Linked DNA regions of Mus musculus: region 2 is linked to region 1. The links are chromatin contacts, called in public HiChIP or PLAC-seq maps. All regions are on one chromosome and are shown on one strand. Each heading gives the region's core, a stretch centred on a gene start, on an enhancer-like site or on the middle of the called end of the contact. The rest is flanking DNA. Distances are from core to core; before and after follow the strand shown.

The links. HiChIP or PLAC-seq counts read pairs in DNA pulled down with a chosen protein or histone mark.
Region 2: an H3K27ac HiChIP or PLAC-seq map of the NIH/3T3 cell line shows a contact between it and region 1, with 3 times the contacts expected there. The contact joins two enhancer-like sites. A contact is called at or near these places in 2 of 484 Hi-C or Micro-C datasets (adipose-derived mesenchymal stem cells and embryonic fibroblasts) and 2 of 115 datasets of contacts at active chromatin or transcription factors (the NIH/3T3 cell line and embryonic fibroblasts).

What each region holds. Positions count from the first base shown.
Region 1 is chr13:90,558,766-90,561,692 of GRCm38.p6, reverse strand. No RefSeq gene overlaps it. Among named protein-coding and RNA genes, the nearest start is that of Gm35111, 11 kb to the right of the region's middle. Within about 2 kb of position 1,487, at least 13 of the 459 cell types and tissues checked have an H3K27ac peak or open chromatin away from gene starts, as enhancers often do. A contact at or near this core is called in the NIH/3T3 cell line, where this site is marked.
Region 2 is chr13:90,795,565-90,798,517 of GRCm38.p6, reverse strand. No RefSeq gene overlaps it. Among named protein-coding and RNA genes, the nearest start is that of Atp6ap1l, 110 kb to the left of the region's middle. Within about 2 kb of position 1,512, at least 54 of the 459 cell types and tissues checked have an H3K27ac peak or open chromatin away from gene starts, as enhancers often do. A contact at or near this core is called in the NIH/3T3 cell line, where this site is marked.

The DNA of each region.
Region 1 (2,927 bases), core at 238-2,737:
GGAAGGGGCAAGTGGACACTGGCTCCCACCTCTAACCAAGAAACTGTCTCTAAATGACATCTGCCTGTAAAGGAAAGATTAGTCCTCTCCAATTGAATATTACTGGACACATTAACCACATCCACCATACTTAAGGGCAGGCACAGTGCACGACAGTATATGGATGGCACCAAACAAACTCAATGGTATTTTTTTTTTGTAGACTTTTGTCTAATATTTCTTTGTTTGAGCATTTTTTTTTGTTTTCTTTCTGGCTATTTGCTTGTATCTTATGGTTACTGATTTTATATTTTTATGTGTGTGTGTTTATTCACAAGAAATTTCCATCATTGAAGTGCAGTTAAAAAATGAAAAAAATGACCTTTTTTTTTTTTTTAAGGAGTTGAAAGAAAATGCAATAGTGGATGCAAAGAGATGAAGTAATGGTGACATTCAGAAATTCTATGTAGGGGCTATTTTTCACTTTTTAAAAATGTTTTTTCACCATTCCATGTGTAACATGGAAGCTGAATGGAAATGATGGTTTAATGATCACTTATTTATATTTGTCCCTTCTTCTTTTGTAATGATGTGGCTGTTCGTGTTTAATCCTCATAGAATGTTCCTAAAAGCCCTAAGTAGTGAAATGTACTCTTGTGAGGAAAATTTGTATAACACTTCCAGTTATGACCTTGCAAATCCTCTACACAAGGCACAGTGGGAAAGATTGTTGAACACTATCTTAGCCTGTTTATGTCAGGTCTGATGTATAGGGCAGTGTTACGCCTTATGAATATATGACAGAAAGCTGAGTAAGAATCAGACATATCTATTTTGCTTAAAAATATATGTAGTTCAGAAATAAAATGGCTACTCATTTTCTCCATGAGACAACAATCCATGTGGCATTTTTGTTTATGTCTGAGTTTGCAATAGCTTTCTATTATACAGGAAATTTCTAAAACTTCTAAAATATAGGAGACACATTGTTTGGCAGAACCTGAATGAGATACCACTAAAGACAGAACCTTATTATTTTCCATTGTTTTATGTCTCAGAAGTTTTTCTCAGCTCTTTTTATTTCCACATATGGCACAAAGATATCTCCAATAGTTGTAGAGATTTTAGTATGCCAAAGGGAGGTAATGAAGCCATTGGATGGAAAAAGATGTCAAGAAGCACAGATATGTTATCCCAATGTGCAGCTCACTATGTTTCCTGTTCTAGATGAGAAGAGGACTATCCTTTTCACAAATAAAGTTTTCTTGGAACACAGCCGATACACATTTACTTTTGTATTGTCTGTGACTATTTTTGCTCCTTAAGGATAAAGTTCAGCTATTATAAAAGGGAGTGTATGGCTCACAGCCATGTTCAGTATCTTTTCCTTTAAGAGTTGGCTTCTTTTAGACAAAAGACAAAGAAAGATAAGGACAAATTTATACATAGCCACAGGCTATTTTGTGACTCATTATGTTTCCACAGCAAAATTGTTGCTATGTGAAAATGGTTTATTTGTACTTAAATTCTTCAGAAGGCCCCTAGTGGCTGTGAAAGGCTTAGAGAGAATTTGAACACCCTCTTCAGATTGGTTTGGAAAACCTCAATTTTCTTTTCTCTTTCCATCCCTCATTAGTTTTGGGACAAAAACAGGAGGAATAGAGAGAAAGAGAGAATTAAGAGCTTTCCCTTAGCCTCAAATTAAGAAGGAAATGAGGGAGCAGTATGTAGTTCAACCACAATTACATTTATTTGGGGGCCTCCTTTATCATGGTCAGAAATGCTGCCACTGATTTTATGTAAGAATCAATTTTATTTCTAAATTAGAAAATGCTAAAAGAACATTATGCTTCTCTTTTTAAAAATATACTTAATAGAATTTCTGTAAGGTTAGTTATGAAACGATTTCTCTCTTTTTCAGAGAGCGAGGGGGGATTATTAATTGAATTTGAGACAAAGCCCAGGTAGGCATTGTCTGGGTTTTTCTGGAAGAAGCTGTCAATGTACAAGTTCTGTAGGAATGAGTCATGTTTTGGAAACTGGCTCAACTTTCTGAATCACTTGGAGTTTAGATATAGCCATCCAGATTTCTGATTCAGCAGAAAAAGCAGATGTTCCTTTATTCATAGTTTAAAGATATGTAACAAAAGGATTAATGAAGACTCAAACTCATAGCATGAAATTAAATAAAAACATTTGGTTGGTGTTTTGCATTGGTTTATCTGAGGAAGATGCCTTGCAAACATTTTATGTTGCTTACTATGTTTTGATCCAAGTGTGCAGCACATCATATAAATAGGAGAACATAGGAACACTTCTCCATTGCTGGTGGGATTGCAAACTCATACAACCACTCTGCAGTTCTACCTGAAGACCCAGCTACATCACTTCTGAGAAAATATCCAAAAGATGTTCCACCATACCACAAGGGCATGTGCTTCCACTATGTTCATAGCAGTCTTACTTGTAATAGCCAGAAGCTGGAAACAACCCAGATGTCCCTCAAATGAAGAATAGATACAGAAAATATAGTTCATGTACACAATGAAACACTATTCAGTTATTAAAATAAGGATATTAGGAATTTTGCAGACAAACAGATGGAACTAGAAAATATCATTCTGAGTGTGTCAACCCGGACCCAAAATGTCATGCCTGGTATGTACTCACTGATAAGTAGATACTAACCAAAATGATCAGAATACCCAGGAAACAACTCATAGACCGTAGGAAGCTTAACAAGAAGGAAGGCCCAAGTGTGGCTATCTCAGACTCACTTAGAAGGGAGAACAAGATGATCATGGGAGGCAGAGGGAGAGAGAAATCTGGGTGGGAGTCAGAAGAGTACAGAGGAGAGGGGAAAGAAATGGGGCTGGATCCGGTGTTGAGGGAGACAGAAGAGAAGTTCAGAGGGTCAGGAGAATGAATCCAAATATGCAACAGTGGGA
Region 2 (2,953 bases), core at 263-2,762, 240 kb before region 1:
CAGGGAGCCCCAAGTGCATTTCTAGGAGAAGGAAACACATGGTATTTCACAAGGCTGGAAATATATAGCTAGGGCAATATAATTTATTCTGGGAATTGCATATTAAATTGCACTCCAGATACCAGGTTATATTTGGTGGTTGACTAGAAAATAGTATGCTATTTATCTATTTAAGGCTAAAAATCTCCAAGATTGCTTTTTAAGCCTATAATCGTCCGTGAAAATAAACAGATATTTCTTCCTTGATTGAATGGCCTTTCTCTTCGGCTCATTTTGGAAAGCTCTTACAGAATTTATCTGCAGCTGACCATGTCTGTCTTTCAGATTTTTCCCCCCCTCTTGGTTACTGGAACCTCTTGTGACCTTGTTCTCTTGAAACATCATGCATTAGATAGACATCACCTCATTTTAGCTTCATCGGAGCTCTCTGTGTTGGATCTCTTTCGAAGGCCAGTCTCTCCAGGGAACTACATTTGTCTGAGTGTGTGGTCATCTTTGGGTTAGGCCTTCTCTCTCCTGAGCTCCCTCTAAGTACCTTCTTGCCTCCCTCAGCCTTCTTGTTGTCTGCCAAGCTATGAACCATTCCTTCTTTTGGGAAGTTCCCGTTGCCCCAGTTCTCAATAAATTGAAGGCCTTTCACCTCTGATCTTCTCCAGCTGGGATCTTTCTGCCGTGCTAGTGGTGTTTTATTGACTGCGCATGCCCGTAGGGCATTTACTCACTATCGCCGCCATTTATCTCTCATGATATTTTGGGCTTTTTTGAGCTGTTTTTTTCCTTGCCTCTTCTTCTGACATGTGTATCACCGTGCTGCTGCATGGGCCGGATGTGAGGATCTAACCTAGGAACCTTCCTTTGGTAAATGGCACTTCTCACTTCAGGGCAGTGTGCACAGGCTGTCCACGCTGTGGAGACTGAAGCAGAAGAGGGCTTGAGAAGCTAGGCTGTCCTGGGGGAAGCTGTGGGGAAAGCTATGTCAGTCAAAGCTCTCCCCTTTGTGTTCTCCCACACAAGGAGACTTAAACTCTGTACTGACAGGAATGACTGACTCACTGGGTCACAGGAATGTCAGGCAGATGATACATCAGCCTGGAATCCCCGGTCACTATTTTCACCATTTAAAATATTCTGTGCCGTCACTGCTTTGTGTGTGTGTGTGTGTGGAAAATTTTCTTTCTGGAACTTTTATGACTAAGTCATCACTTTCTTTGCCTGAAAACTTTGTCTGGGACAGCAGCTGACTATGTTTTTCCTTTTGCTTCCATTACCTTTCTTCCTCCGAATACTGGAGGAAAATTTTAGCTCCATTGTCTGACCTGTGGATTTTGGACTTAGACTGAAGAAGGCTCTTTCCACTGGGGATGGAGAGTGAGGTCAGAGGAGTTGGGGGTTCTGAAGTTAGGAAACAATGTCTGCTTCTATCTTGAGGCCGTGGATTAGGAGAGGTGACATGATCCTAGGATTACATGCCTGGCTAGTGGAATATAGTTCTGCCTGGCATTAGTCATAGTGAGACAAGAGTAAGTTCCCTTTAGGCAGTAAGGGCGGGGTCCATTGAATCATAAGTGGTGAAGCATAATGACCACTCCCTTGCTGGGACAAATGACATGTAGTCACTTCTACAGTGAGGCCGAGGTATATGGACCCATTTCTGATTGACCTGCGATGACCCTAGCTTTGACCCTAGATGAGACCAGTCTTAATAAACATCACCTTAGACCAATCATAAGACCTATAAAAGGCCACCGTGCAGGGCGGTGTATCAGTGTTCCTCCCCTGGAACTCCACTCAGAAGTGGAATTGTCAGGAGCTCTTTTTCACTTTTTCTTAATAAATCAACATTCGTTCTGTTTGGTCTTTGCCCATGTGTCCTTATTCTTCCTAGATGTGAGATAACACATTTGAAAACTATAGGGTGGCTCTGGTCATCATTGCTTGTCCTGCACCACGAGCTCCCCTCCGAATTAAGCTCCCCAAGACCAAGGAAGTTTTCTTTGCTCTGGAGAAAAACCAAAACCAAAACCAAAACCAAAACCAAAACCAAAACCAAAACCAAAACCAAAACCAAAACCAAAACCAAAACCAAAACCAAAACCAAAACCAAAACCAAAACCAAAACCAACACCAACACCAAAACTAAAATAAAAAGCCAGAAGGAAACCATAGCCTTCTCATCCTCCATGGTGTCTCTGCCACACACCAAAGGCCAAGCTCTGATTTTGTTCTCCTATCTTTATATATATATAAATAATTATTTTATCATATATATGATATATATAATTTCAGCTCTATACGTATGAGTCACTTTTCCTGTTTAATCAAAGCATCAAGTTCCTATTTTATTATATATACTTTATATTACTATAGCTTAAAATGATCACATTCCTATTTTCACACTAGAGCTAAGCCATTTGAAGGCATCTAACTTTAAAATTAGATTCCCTGATATGCCTTTAGTGCCCTTTGCACAGGAGTGGGTGGGGAAGCCATAGACTTGAGACTCAGCCAGAGGTAAAATCAAAGTTCACTCTAAAGCAGAATAAACTCACAGTAAATTGTCAAGCGATAATGTCCAAAGAATGAAGTGGTCGGGTATAAAGGAATAGTAACTGGAGCAACATGAGAACATGTATAAACTAAAACAAAATACGAATATGTTTGGGAGATGGAAGTGAAGTTCTGGGACATAGATAAGAACAAATGACATGATTTTGATGGGAGGACATGGATTCTGAGTATAATGGATGCACACAGCAATGTATCTTATTTTTATAGTAGAGTTTTGTTTCTCTCTATAAAATATTTCTGTCAAAATGAGTTTGAACTAGATTAAAAATCATTCCATAGAAATCTACAGAAATACATTGAAAGGAGAAAAGATTGTCCTTGGTTGTATTTCATAACAAACTTACACCAATCTGCTGACTGGAAATGGATATAATTTGAATATATC